Linked DNA regions of Muntiacus reevesi: region 2 is linked to region 1. The links are chromatin contacts, called in public Hi-C maps. All regions are on one chromosome and are shown on one strand. Each heading gives the region's core, a stretch centred on a gene start, on an enhancer-like site or on the middle of the called end of the contact. The rest is flanking DNA. Distances are from core to core; before and after follow the strand shown. Region 1 holds the start of SMNDC1 (survival motor neuron domain containing 1). Region 2 holds the start of SMC3 (structural maintenance of chromosomes 3).

The links. A called contact is a pair of places that touch in the nucleus more often than the background predicts.
Region 2: a contact with region 1 is called in a Hi-C map of muscle, with 6 times the contacts expected there. The contact joins the promoter of SMC3 here to the promoter of SMNDC1 in region 1. A contact is called at or near these places in 2 of 3 Hi-C or Micro-C datasets (blood and muscle).

Annotation. Positions count from the first base shown.
Region 1 is chr2:152,745,777-152,753,328 of mMunRee1.1, forward strand. SMNDC1 (survival motor neuron domain containing 1) reads right to left here and starts at 4,525. Exons shown (of 6, transcript XM_065923302.1): 1 at 4,346-4,525; 2 at 3,028-3,147. The coding sequence starts at 3,147. It overlaps LOC136158317 (a long non-coding RNA gene), which reads left to right and starts at 4,876. Exons shown (of 2, transcript XR_010661326.1): 1 at 4,876-5,040.
Region 2 is chr2:152,973,296-152,980,847 of mMunRee1.1, forward strand. It overlaps SMC3 (structural maintenance of chromosomes 3), which reads left to right and starts at 2,558. Exons shown (of 29, transcript XM_065923304.1): 1 at 2,558-2,700; 2 at 3,681-3,756. The coding sequence starts at 2,686.

The sequences.
Region 1 (7,552 bases), core at 3,275-5,774:
TATTTCTACCTGTCTTTTCACTTTGCCATGTTATACATACCCCTCCCAACAATTATGAAGACCCTTCTAAATGTCTTTTTTTATTCACATGTGCATATGGACCAAAGTATTATAAATATGATTTCATGTATGAGGGAGTTCTTAAAGGTACATACCATTAATTACTTTTCCTCCCCCAAGTCTGAGTTCTGAAACTGCTCCTTCATTGACAGATGGGCAGCAGTTACAGTAATCGGCAATTCCAGGAAGCATCAGTTGTTGTGATCTACATATCAGCAGGTCAAAGGGGGTGCACTCAAGCACTCTGCTTACTGAAGGAAGGCGTTTCGGGGATGCAGAGAGCCACTGTAATATATGAGACAAGTGACTTGACCCCTGCCTCCTTTAGAACCAGTTTATTCAGCAAAACAGCCTAATAAATTGACTATTTTTGTGATTATCACAGACTGCCTGGGGAGCTAGTCAACTAGCTAGCCTGGATTTTACTAAACTCACTTCTTTAAAGTGAAAAAAGAAAACAAATTAGGATTTCAGAAGATTGATTTGCTGCCTATTGAGTAACTTTATATGAAAAACAGTGTGTTAAGAGATAAACATAGAAGCCTTACTGGCAAAATGAAAGTCATTAGAAAAAAATGCAGAAAAAGGATTCTGCATAAATGAAAGTGCGAATTCTTAACCAGAGTAAGGATATTCCATAAAAGGAACACAAAAAAATAAAGGAGACTACAAACTCAGTCATCACTCTGAGAAGACTTTTCAGCAAATACAAAAGGTAGAGTTAAATACCAATGGCACAAGGCATATCTCAGAATGCAAGGAAGGAAAAGGATTTTTTAAAAAACAAAAACCTATGACAAAATAGAAGCTGTAGCTATAGTCAATGGAGATAACAATTACTAGACAGAAGCAGAGAGCAAAATATTCTTCAGAATTTTACCTAATATTAAATAATGTGTTCCATCTTTGAGTAGTTTTCAGTTCAAAACCAAACCTATATCTAGTAACCAAAATCGTTGCTTTTTTCCACGAGAGGAAAAATTTTGAGGTCAAGGTTGGTTGGGAAAAACACTCTCTGTTATTGCTAACTGAAGTGTTAGAGAACATACGCTTCTAAATCTGTGCCATCTGATATGGTAGCCGCATATGGTTACTTAAATAAAATTAAAAATTCAGTTTTTCAGCTATCCTAGTCTTATTCCAAGTATTTGATAGCCCATGTACCTAGCAGCTATAATATTGTACAGCAGATATAGAACATTTCCATATTGGACAATGTTTTTCAAAATGTTTATTTAAAAAAGAATAGTTTACAGAACTACCTCCAGGTCATTATTAACTGAACTCTAAGTAAGCCATTTACCTGGTTACTACAATGCCTACAACAATGGTCTCCCTTCCTACAGTATTTCCACTATAGATCATGGCCTAACACAATTCTGCCCAGACTCTGAAATGTATTTCAGAAATACTAAAATACCAAGACTCATAATAATGCTGTCTTCACTCCCAACTCCCCCCTTCACCAGTTCCACATATACCCCTCCCTCTTACTGCCAATTAAATACAAGAAGCAATGTATACAACATTGACACAATGTTTCATTTTCTTCAAAGAAAAAAGGACTGCTTTTAAGTTGCTTTTTAATACAAGAGAGAGAGAGATGGGGGTAGGTCAGGCTCTCTAAGGCAAGCAGAAAGTTGGCCTGAGATGAGAGAAACTGCTCCCAAAACATCTTTTTCTTACTGACTGGCTCCCTGAAATTCACTGGCCTGACTACTACGTACTGATGAGAGGCCTTGGTTTCTGTGTTTTTTGTTTTTTTTTTTAAATAACATACAATTGCAACTTCATGCATGTCTCATGCACGTCTATCCTAAATCCAGAAATTGAACCTGAAAATATTCAACTCATTTAAATTATGTCCAGGTAAGCTCTTTTAGAATTGTGAGTCTCTTCCCCATTTCAAATAAGTTTTGTTTTGTTTGCAGTTCTACAATCCCTAAAATATTGATAGTTTTAATTGGCAAGAGGATGATATTAAATGGAGAGAAATGATATGCAGCATGAAGATGATCTGAGTTGTTTTGAATCAGTGAAGATAAGTCATCTAATCAAAACATCTTTTAAAACTCTCCAAAAAATCAGATTCAGAATTAGATGAAAAGCCATAGATATTTACAAATATTATATATGGTGTTTTTATTAATCAACCTAGTGTTGTAAGAAACAACAGATATTTACTTCTATGGCTTTATGTTTGTCTTGAAACCCCAGAGCAAGTTTTAAAAAGCTGGTTTCATACTTACTGCTCTTCCAGGACAAAAAGAACACATTAAATTAAGATCGCCTTTTTACATAGGTTCGGTTTAATTTCAAGTTGCTAACAAGTGTCAACAATTACATATAAGACTTAGCCTTAAGTTCAAACATTATGTAACATTTATGCAGAAAACAAACATCTCTTTAGGGATTTTTATACTGAGTTTTCAACACAGGGACTAGAGCTAGCTTTGTTACACTTACACACACACAGGATCTCTGGCATGGGTGCTCTATTTCATTTTCAAAGAAATCTTGCGGCATTGAAAAGAATTTGATACAACCTGATTAGGTTATATTTTCCTCCTTTAATTTTAGTTATCCTTTGAAGTAAAATTCATTTTCCACGTCTTGAAAAACAAATGTTATCCACTATCAAGTTATATGTTATCTCTTTCTCTAGAGTGATAGTGACTTATAAAATTAACTCTTACTTTTAAGAATTGTAAGAGCATATAACGGTGACACAACAAAGAACTATGTTTCAACTGTTTTGAGGTACACAAACGAAGGAAGCAATCCTTCTCCTAGAAGCCATGTATGCCTCTGTGCGTGCACACATGTACACACAAGGGGTGTGAAGGGGAGAAACACTCCCTCCAAAGGTATTTTGGGTACCCACAGATTCTAGGCGATAAGCCACTTATAAGCCACAGAAATACTCCTTTCAAGCAATGAAATTATTAAGTACCGCCCCATACTTACTTGTAAATCTTTCTTTAATTTTAGTAAATCTTCATTTTCTCCATTTCCAGACAGCGCAGCCTCAACTTGCTGGAGTTGAGCTTTGTAGCTTGCCAGCTGCTTTGCTAGATCCTCTGACATCTGGTGAAAATAGAGTAAAGTCATTAAAACAGAACTAAAAAACCAAAACAAAAAAAAATTTTTTTTTGGTCGGCCTGAATTAACCCTTACCAATTTTTTCCCAACTCCTTATTATAATTCACTGCAGCATAATTTATTACTAATACCTTTACTTGCAGTTCAGAGAAAAGCTGTGCACCAAACCACAAACTTCAAGTATTCTGAAGATTATAAACATGTAAGATATATTCCATATAGCAACAGAAAACGAGATAAGGTAAAAAAGGAGAATAATTTCTAATTTTCTTTAAACTATTAACAGGGAAGAGACATTGTGTTAGGCTCAAGGCAAAGGACTGTTATATCATCACCAAAAAATAAAACAGAAGGAACTAAACAGTTGACAGAATTGAAAAAATAAAATAGGCACTAAACTGTTGAGTTGAGGCTTCCGATTTTTAAGGGCTACAAAGTACTTCGAAAGCCAAATATAAATGGCTTTGGATTAACTACACAAATAACTTTCTCCACAAAAGCTATAATACGAGTGTTTAGAAACTTCTTCACAGTGCAAAAACCTTTCACCCAGTCACTTAAATACTGCCAATGCATTTTTCCGCAGTAAAAGAAACATCACAGATACTCTCCAGTTTACGCAATCTAAAGTACGTGCCTTTCACCAAATCCAGCTCTACTTTTGAAAATAAGACCAGAGAGAATTCTTCCTCGCATTATTAGCAAACGTACAGGGTTTCCGAGACCCGTCTGTGTTACAAATCCGGCCAACCACAGCCCGGAGCCTGGAAGGACTTCAAAAGGGTTTGTGCAAGCCAGGCTGCTCCCCTTCAATCACCCTACACCTCAAAGCCCGCCACAACTAGCTCGACCATTTCAGACCTCGAAATTCCAACAGCTTCCAAGGAAACCAAAAACAAGAACGGAGCCGAGGACCCAGGAGCCGGAGCCCCACCCGCAAACAGGCTCCGCAAAGAAGGGCCGAAGGCGTCCTTAAGATGCCTCCCGCAACCCAACCCCACCCGTCGGGTTTCCGCGGCTAGCCCAACTCCGTTCAGGGACGCTCAGGGCTCAACTCTGCGTGGAAGAGGAGGCCGGCGCCCGGGCGTCTCCATCGCAGCCTCAGCCTCTGGCCTCCGGTTCAACTCGTGAGAGAGAGGTCGAGGCCCAGCGAGGCCTCACTGTCTCTCCCTCATCGCGTTACCTTGTGTGGGGTTGGGAGAGTGGCGACGGGAAGGGGTAAGGGGCAAATGAGCCCAGCGGTGCCAGCAACAGCAGCAGCAACAAAAAAGTCCGCGTCGACAACTAGTTAACCCGGGGTAGAAACTCGGATCTCAACCGGGAGTGAACTGGAGAAGACTAAAGCCGGGGACTGAAGGAGGTATAGAAGAGGCGGGTGAAGTCTCGCGAGAGGTTAAAAAAAATCCTCGCGAGATCTCTCTCGAGTCACGTGATTCCTAGCGCCCTCTAGGCCGCCGGTCCTTAATCACGTCAGGGAGGTGAAGTGGACCGCGCGGGGAACCGGGGGAGGCGGCGGAGGGGTGAGGCGGGGTGGGGGCGGGGGGGTGGGGAGACGGAGAGGGAGGCGGCGGCGGGGGGAGGCGGGGTGGGGGCGGGGGGGTGGGGAGACGGAGAGGGAGGCGGCGGCGGGGGGAGGCGGGGCGGGTCTCATAGGTAGGAAATGACGTATTGGGATGCGCCAGGCGCCGGATGTAGGTTCGTTTTATCTTAGTTCCGGCTCGGAATGGGGAATCTGTTTGGTTATTTTATGTGTGGGCGCATTCCGGCGGATCCTGAGGTTCCCAGGGTGCTGGGTGGCGGAAAGAACTGGGTCTAATGCAGTATTCATCCTAGAGGTTGGTTCTCAGAGTTTGGTCCCAGCACCATCAGCTTTGCCTGGTATTTATTTTTTACAGTAATTTATAATTTATTGCAAAAATAATGCACTATAAATACATACTTTCAGTACCCACCTCAGACCTTTGAATCAGAAACGTTGAAGATGGGCTTAGCAGCCTGTTTCAGTAAGCCTTCTAGGGGATATGAATGTCCGCTCAAGTGTGAGAAGCACTCTACTTCATTTTAATAAAATAGTAAAATTCTTAATGGCAACAGAAAGCAGATTAGATTGTGGCAGAACCTGCTGGACAGTAGATTAGATTATTTAAAACCTATTTTGACTTTTCGAGGGTGGTTACCCAGGCTGTGGACCGCCCCAGGAGCAGGAGCTGTGTATCCTCCCCTTTTCCGTTTACCGTTGTAAACAAAGGCCTTTTGTACCATTAAAAAAACACACACAAAAAAAACAAAACTTATTTTGTAAGCACTTACTGGTTTTAATTAAGTTATATAGGTTAATGCCACCCGCAAGGGAACAGTCTTCAAGTTAACAATCTTAAATATAAGTAGATTGTGTAAGCACTTAATGTTTAAAAAGAGATGTGTATTAAGTGTAATAATATATACTATTTATGGACGGGTACACAAATCTATCTAGAGATTTGGAATGGAACCCAAATGTTTTCACTGATTATTCTTCCTACTTTTAATCTTTCCCCCATACGTGTGTAATTTTTTCCAAAAAAAAAAAAAAAAAAAACCTAACTGAAAAGACCTGAGACACGAAGAGGCTCTATGAATGTCAGGAAAGAAAGTTCCCTGTTTTGTTTTTGTACAAACACACACATCCCTCATTGAGTCAGAGAACCTGTAGAGATGAAACCAGGTTAGGTTTGTGGCAGTCAACTTGTAAGAATTGAAAATGCTGCAGGGGGCAGCCACGTGTAGCTAGAATTAAGAATGAAGACAAACCAGAGGGGATGTACTTTATTAGAAATATGTTAAAAACACGATGTAGTTTTTGACAGTTGCTCTTATTTTAATCGTATATTTTAAGAGCTAACGGCAGGAGGATCTTCCTTGAAAATAAACTTTACAGCTGTGTAAGTTTGTCACATAGGAACTCTTCATGAACCCCCTAGATCAGAGAATAGGACAATATGTATAAGCTCCAGTGAAGTGTTTTGATAACTTTTTGTTTTTAGCATTGCTTTTAATCTCTCCTTCTGTGCAACATTGAGTATATTTGAAAAGGAGAGTTATACTGAATGTTATTAGTTCCCACAAAGAGATAACAGTTGTGTGTGCCAGGCAGCATTATAAACTCTACATATATTCATTGATTTTTCACTGTGATTTGGTGTGTTTTTAAAGACAAAACTGAAGCAAGTATAAGCTTTGACTAAGTCTGCTACTTCAAATAGGTGTCCTGACTTACCACCTCCTTTGAAGTGTCAGAATCCTCTTTCAGTGTTGGATTTTTCTTAAAACATTCTGACTCAAAATTGAATCATGTTTATTCTTCAAAAAGAACAGTATCTAAAACCTCTAGTTCTTTAAACCTGGTATTTATTTTAATGAACTCAGTAAGTAAATAAAATTTAAAGATGCCACAGCTATTTCCTTTCACTCCTAAAGAAAATTAAAGCATAGCCATGCCTTTGAAAATGCACCAACTCTTTCCAGAGCGTAAAACTATGCAGTAAATTCATACATTAATACATGTTGGTTAAATGGGACATTGCATTCTTTAGCTTAGCTTTTATCATATCTCTTCACTAAAGTAGCCCCAGATTTTCCTACATTTTTGCTCTCTGTACAGATGCCTAATGTGATGAGAGATGTGCACATAGTAATGATAACAATACCCTTTGCCCTTTTTAATCATAAGTGTTTTGAATGTTGACATGGGGATTTGTTGCAGGGCAAGCTATTGGCTTTTTCTGCCTATTGAGTATTTGGGGCGGGGGGGGGGGGGTTACAGTGCATTCAGAACATATCCTGGGATGACTCTTAGGTGGTATCCATTTAAGTTTGATGGATAAACAGCCTTGCTGATGAATACAGTTGCTCACCCATCAGAGCAATCCTGATTTGTTCAGTGTAATATGCATTGTCTTGCTAGTCTTAAGATGTACATTTTCAGCCATTCTGTATTTCACGTGTACCATCAGAGAACAGAAAGCACGCCTCTGAAAACAGAAAACAAGGATTTGTTCAGTTTGAAAAGATGATAGTCTGAGACTTTAAAAGGATCAGAAATAAGAGAGTCATCGAAGTTCTTCAGTTCTATTTGAAAGTGATGTTTAACTGTACCCCTATTTTCTCAGTTTAACTGTACTCCTATTTTCTCAGGAATATATTCTGAGGGTAAAAAGAACAGAAACAAAAAAGTCTCAAACATCACAGATTTATTGCTAATAGTAGTATTGGTAAGGTAAGATAATTTTAAAACTTTTATGTCTACTCTAGATAAAGTTAATAATTAGTAAGTTTTGTTAGTTAAAACTCTAATAAGAGGGAACAAATATTAAATAAGAGGGGAAAATATTAAATAAAAGAATTTTTTTGT
Region 2 (7,552 bases), core at 1,308-3,807, 230 kb after region 1:
CCCCAAAGCTTGCTCAAACTCATGTCCATCAAGTCAGTGATACCATCCTACCATCTCATCCTCTGTCATCCCCTTCTCCTCCTGCCTTCAATCTTTCCCAGCATCAGGGGCTTTTCCAATGAGTCAGTTCTTCATATCAGGTGGCCAAAGTATTGGAGTTTCAGTTTCAGCATCAGTCCTTCCAGTGAATATTCAGGACCGATTTCCTTTAGGATTGACTGGTGTGATCGCCTTGCAGTCCAAGGGACTCTCAAGAGTCTTTTCCAACACCACAGTTTAATTCGTTATCACTCAGTCTTCTTTATGGTCTACCTCTCACATCCACATATGACTACTGGAAAAACCATAGCTTTGACTAGATGGACTTTTGTAGGCAAAGGAATGTCTCTGCTTTTTAATATACTGTCTAAATTTGTCATAGCTTTTCTTCCAAGGAGCAAGGGTCTTTTAATTTCATTTTAATTAAGCAGTGTTTTGGAGTCCAAGAAAATAAAGTCTGTCACTGTTTCCATTGTTTCCCCATCTATTTGTCATGAAGTGATGAGACCAGATGCTACGATCTTCTTTTTTTGCATGTTGAGTTTTAAGCCAGCTTTTTCACTCTCCTCTTCACCTTCATCAAGAGGCTCTTTATTTCCTCTTCCCTCTCTGCCAAAGGGTGATGTCATATTTGAGGTTATTGATATTTCTCCTGGCAATATTGACTCCCAACTTGCCTTTCATCCAGTCCAGCATTTTGCATGATGTACTCTGTATATAAGTTAAATAAGCAGGGTGACAATATACAGCCTTGAGTACTCCTTTCCCAATTTTAAACCAGTCTGACTATGTAACCTTTCCATACTCAGGGTGGGTGGGTTGAGGGGTAGGGAGAGTGTCACAGTTCTTGAGGCACTAGCCTATCGTGTTCCTTCTTTGCCTGGCAAGTAATAAAGCCATTCTTTCTTTCTCCTCCATAATTCTGTCTCATATTTCTGTTTGGCATTGGTGCACAAAGAGCCAAGATTTTGGCAACAGAGTGGGTAGCCATTTCCTTCTCCAGGGGATCTTCCTCACCCAGGGAACCGGGGACTCCTGCATTACAGGTGGTTTCCTGCATTACAAGTGTATTCTTTACTGTTGAGCCAACAGAGAGCCCTCATAATATAGTCTGGAGTCGTTAATTCTCTTATCACTGAGCAGATTATGATGCTGGTCCCCTATATTGATATCAAGCTTCTCATATCTGGGAAGGAGGACCTGACAGGTATACTCTGGATACTCTCTGGAAAGGATCCAGAATCCACTATTGTGGCATAAACATTATTTAAGGCTGAAAGTATGAGTTTCTGAAATCTCTTATCTGCCTTTCAAAAGAGCTTAAAAAAAAAAAAAAAAGAGCTTAAAATAACACACTTGCCATAAATCCTCTCCCTGGGAATACACGGGGAAGTCTGACTCATCACTGAAGTAATACTCAAAATATTACTACTAGCGACTTCCATCTCTTCTCCTAAGGGCCGGTTTGACTTTCCTAAAAGTCGTGTTTTCCCTGAAGTGCTCTTTCTCTTTCCCTTGCCCCCTTCTAATAAGTCATTTGTTTTCCCTTAAGTGTCCTTGTCCTTTTCATCTATTTAAAAGGTACATAAAGTCTTCTTCCAGCACCAAGAGGTGTTGACAGGGATGAAGTTAGTCATTTGAAATAGTTCAACGTAGAAACAATCAGCGTTAGAACTGCCCGCCGTAGCGGGACGGGTGGCGAGGACCGACCAATTTGAGTGACTGCCGAGTGGCAGGTAATTTTACAGCGGCCCAGAGATCCGAGTTTTTCTCCTGCGATTGAGGCAGATCAGATACGCCCAGGGTTGCCACTAGCACCTCCAAGCTTTTAGGCTCTTAGGAAAAAAGGCGGGGGAGGGGTTTTAATCTTAACTAAATCTTTGCGTTGCAGTCGTCCAGTCTGCCTAGATTTATAGCAACTGACAGAGCAGTAACAGCTCCGGGATATTAATAACTATGACAATATTAAAATTAATTTTCTAGCGTCAAGTCCATTTGGGGCTATCCTGACAGTGGGGAGTCCAGAGCCAGTGGGAGCCATTCAAAATTTATACAAAAGAGAGAATAATAGAGGACCAGGGATTCTGCCCACCGAGTTTCTCCCCCGGTCCTGCACTCTACAGGTTCGGGCAGCCGCGCCGCCCGCCGCTGCTCGCTATTTTCAAACAGCGCGAGACCACGGGGCCATCAACTCGCACCGCTACTGGCGCTTGGACACCCTCTCAGCTTTGGCGCCGAACCTTTCTCCACCTTGTGGCCGCAACCATTGGCTGCGCGCTCGGAGGGAATACAGGTCAATCTCACGACCAAGGCTTTTCCGAATGAAGTTTCCGACTAATTCTCAGGAAAAATTCACCTAAAAATTGAGGAGTCACATGAAATTCAGCTAACGACATCGTAGAAGGATCTTCTGCTAAAAAGACAGAGCAGATCTGACTCTGATTCCCCCACGCTCCGAGGGAAGCTGCGAGGGTGGTTCCGTCCAAGGCGGGGACTCCGCCTCCCTGGGCGCCGCCATTTTGTTTGGCTAGAGGGGTGCAAGCGGCGCTTTGGGGGGAGGGGTCTCTCAGGCGCCTCACCTAACCCCGAGGCCGAGTTGCTGCTTCTTGAGGGGGAGCGCTTCTCCCCGGCTAGGGGCGCGGAACCATGTACATAAAGCAGGTGAGGCCTGTGCGTTCCTCCCGCCCCTCAGGCGCTCGTGGGGACCGCTCCTTCTGTCGGGGGTGTTGCTTGCAGGGTGGCGCGGGGCTGGACAGAGACTGTGGGGGAGGGGTGCAGCTCGGGGCGCCCGCGGAGAATCGGGGCGCCCCTTTGCAGCCCGAGCCTCTCCACAGGGCGCTTGCCTGAGGGAGGCGGGCTCTCGCGGAGAGAGCTAGAGGGGCTGGCGAGGCGGGCCTTTTGGAGGGAACCGGGCCCTCCCGGGTGGACGAGAAGCAGCTTGGTCCTGCGGGGCTGGCCAGCCCCCTCGCGAGCTTTTTGCGTGGTGTGTGTGGAGAGAGGGTGTCCCCGGCCTGTGGGGTCCAAGCCGGGATGTCAGCTTAGCTAGGGACCTCGCTTCTCCCCGAGTTACCGGAGACGTGAAAGAGTCCCTCCTTCCTGCAGAATGTGGAGCGCCTCCTCATTCCGTTGTTTACTTTCTGTCAAAATGGTCTTCCCGCGCTGGAGGCCACCCCGAAGATGAGCCCATTCACACGCCTTAGGAGAAATTTTTCGGCTGGATGTGTTGGACTCTGAGCAGCCCTGTCCTGGATGGGCGGCTCTGTTTTGGCCAGAGTGTGACTGAAAGGGGCGCCCAGGACCGCTGAGCCCCCCTGCATGCTTGATAGACTTTTATCCGGTCCTGTGATGGTTAGTGTTCCAGCCAGCCTTATACAGTGTATTTGATTTTGAGCGCTCCCTAATAGGCAACTAATTATAACTTCTAAAGAACACTGGCAATGATTACTGATATACGGCAGTTTTGAGATTTTTAAATCATTTTCCAAAATAAATTTTTCTTCTCTGACATGGAAGTTTTTCTATTTGGCATTAAATGGGAAACCAGAAAGGGAAGGAGGGCTAAAGGAAAATATTAGCTTAGAAGTTATTTCTTTTAGGGTGTGTTCTTTCTTTCTGAAAAAAATCTCTCTTCTGTTTGTTAGGTTATTATCCAGGGTTTTCGAAGTTATAGAGATCAAACAATCGTAGATCCGTTCAGTTCAAAACATAATGTTATTGGTAAGTGTTCATGGTTTACTCTGTCGGTTTTATGTCTATATAGTCGTTTAAATTTGCCTATATTAGGCTTAAGGAGACAGGATTTGTCTTGAATATTACATAAATATATATATATTTTTTCTGTATGAATACTTTTATCTGCACTGATGAAGTTGCTTCCTTTTTATGTTTAAAATACTTGGATAAGACAGTCAAAGTATTAATTTTTATTTGGTAGCCTTGTATTTATGTCTCTTAATAGGTTTAAGTTTATAGTGAATGGCACTAAATTTAGCATTTCAGCTATTCTTTGGTATGTCATTTCCTACTTTTAAAATGGTCACTATTACCTTATTTCAAAGATGACCATTCTTTATTCACAAATTAGGTTGTTCTAAGATTTTTTTTTTATATTATAATGTCCAAGGATAGACCATGCAGCTGGGTGGTAAAAGCATAAACTTTGGATCATGGCAGAGTGGGATTCAAATCCCAGTTCTGCCACGTATTCTTCAGACTTCCTGATGCTTCAGTTTTCTCACTTGTGAAGTGGAAATAATGATACATGTTTCTTAGGGCTGTTGGGAAGATTAAATGAGAAAGCAATTATGTGAGTATAAGGGGGCTAATGATGATTGTCCTTCAATATAATAGTTAATGTATAGGTTCTACAGGTGATAGTGATACAGACAGCAAGTGTTTTCTGATCATCTGCTGAGTTTTTAAAGACTAGATGAAATGAGTGCTTCTAGACACCAGAAAAGCATAGAATTGCTATCAACATAGATTTCAGCTGTACACTGTCCTAGTTGGTTTGGTCTGCCACCACAAAATATCGTAGACTAGATGGCTTAAACAACAGGTATTTATTTTTTTCACTGCTCTGGAGAACCTTCGTTTGAACCTCTCCCTCTTGAAAGAGCAGTAGTCCTACCATAAAGGCCTCACTCCTAACCTCATGTAAATTACCTCCCAAAGACCCCCCTCATCTCCAAAAAGCTTCATATAGTGGGGTTAGGGCTTTAACATATGAATTGGGGATCAGGGAGAGTGTGTACCATGGAGTCCGTAGCTTGAGGTGAGGTAAGATTCATACTGTTGACTAAAAAAAAAAAGCACGAGTTGGGAATTAAGTTTTATTTGGGGCAAAATGAGGACTGCAGCCCAGGAGACAGCACCTCAGATAACTCTGAGAGACTGCTCCACAGAGGCCGTGGGAGAAGGTCAGTCTATAAGATTTTGGTGAAGGGGAAGTTCAGTGCATTCAAGCCCTTTGGTTGTTATTCAGTCACTGAGTCGTGTCTGACTTTTTGTGACCCCATGGACTGCAGCATACCAGCCTTCCCTGTCCTTCACTGTCTCCCGGAGTTTGCTCCGACTCATGTCCATCGAGTTGGTGATGTGATCCAACCATCTCATCTCTGTCACCCCATTCTCCTCCTGCCTTCAATCTTTCCCAGCATCGTGGTCTTGTATAATAAGTTGGCCATTCGCATCATATGGCCAAAGTGTTGAGCTTCAGCTTCAACATTAGTCCTTAAAGTGAATATGAATATTCACTGGAATTTGAATTCAATGGATTGATTTTCTTTAGGATTGACTGGTTTGATCTTGCAGTACAAGGGACTCTCAAGAGTCTTCTCCAACACCACAGTTCAAAGGATCAATTCTTTGGTGCTCAGCCTTTATGGTCCAACTCTCAGATCCATAGATGACTACTGGGAAAACCATAGCTTTGACTAGGCAGACCTTTGTAGGCAAAGTAATGTCTGCTTTTTAATATGCTGTCTAGGTTGGTCATAGCTTTTCTTCCAAGAAGCAAACGTCTTTTAATTTCATGACTGAAGTCACCGTCTGCAGTGATTTTGGAGCCCCCCAAAATAAAGTCTGTCACTGTTTCCATTGTTTCCCCATCTATTTGCCATGAAAAGATGGGACCAGATGCCATGGTCATCATTTTTTGAATGTTGAGTATTAAGCCAGCTTTTTCACTCTCCACTTTCACCTTCAGCAAGAGGCTCTTCAGTTCCTCTTCACTTTCTGCCATAAGGGTGTCACATGCATATCTGAGGTTATTGATATTTCTCCCAGCAATCTTTATTCCAGCTTGTGCTTCATCCAGCTGGGCATTTCGCTTGATGTACTCTGCATATAAATTAAATAAGCAGGGTGACAATATACAGCCTTGACGCACTACTTTCCCTATTTTGAACCAGTCCATTGTTCCATGTTGAGTTCTAACTGTTCTAACAGGTTTCTCTGGAGTCAGGTAAGGTGGTCTGGTATTCTCAACTCTTGAAGAATTTTCCAGTTTGTTGTGATCCACACAGTCAAAGGCTTTAGCTTAGCCTGTGAAACAGAGGTGGATATTTTTCTGGAACTCTTGCTTTTCTTTGATCCAGTGGATGTTGGCAATTTGATCTCTGGTTCCTCTGCCTTTTCTAAATCCAGCTTGAACATCTGGGAGTTATCCGTTCAGGAGAACTGAAGCCTCTCTTGGAGAATTTTGAACATTACTTTGCCAGCGCTTATTTGACACAAAGTTTTCTGCTAGTCAAGAGGAGCGGATGTCATCATGAAGAGATTTAGCTATTTTCTAGATATGAAGAGATGCAGGGATTGGGATCGTGAAATCAGTTCCTGAAAATATCAATCTGAAGACCTGTTGCACCAGTTTCCCTAGTGGGAAAGTGAGAGTGAGCAGAGAGTGCCTGACTTTCCGCCCTGAATTCAGCTCGGGGTGTTGAAGGTCAGCAGCTGCAGCAGCATGGGGTTCCATCTTTGCAGAGGCAAATGGCAAATGCCCTTGTTGTTCTGTTGCTGGCAAATGCTCTTGGCAAGTGCCAGTTTAGTTGACAATACAGAAATAAGTTAAGGGTGAACAGTGAATACTGATGTTCCCAGAGAAACTTTTGAGAATCTATTTTATTTTGAAATACATAATAAAATTTAAAAATTGAGGGCAAGAGAAAGCCTGCCTTTGAAGCATGAGTTGCAGCTTTGTAGTTGGTAATAAAAACATACTTTTCCTTCTGCCTTAACCTACTGAAAAATCATTAATTGGTGTGCTATAAGAACAGATTGATTGTACTGGAGTTTTACTTAACATTTTGATTATAAGTGTCTTCTGATTTTCATCAATCAGAAAATCTTTAGAAATGGAGAAAAGTGAGTAATTACTAGATATAGATTATTTCCTTAACTTATAACTTAAAAGTGGTTAAATATCTTAATATCAGTTTTATACAGTTATAGTTTTTCCTTGGTATCTTGGATGCATGACTAAAACTTGTTATCAAATCATAGTCTTGTTATCAAATCTATGCATATAACCTAAGCATATCCCTAGATTACTTGTAATATAATGTAAATGCTATGTAAATAGCTATAAATACAATGTACATCATGTGTAAATAGTTGCCAGCTTGTGGCAAATTCTGGTTTGTTTTTAGAACTTTCTGAAACCGCCCCCTGCCCCCTGTCTGTGGTTGATTAAATCCTTAGGTTTGGAACCCAGAAATTTGGAATTTGGAGGACTGACTGTAATTTTATAAATGAACTGTAAGATGATGGCCATCATTACCTAGAATGATTAAATTATATCTGTAGGGCCTCATATCAGGTAGCTATTTTACTACTTTGGTTGCAACATTAGGATTGTTAATAGCCACAGTTACAAAGGAAATTATCTAAATGTTCTTTTGTTTAACTGAAAAAAAAAACCCCATGATATTGTTTAATGTATTTTAAAAACAAGTCCCTTAATCATGTAAAAAAGACCAAAAGTAATATACACTGAGATTGATCCTAAACATAT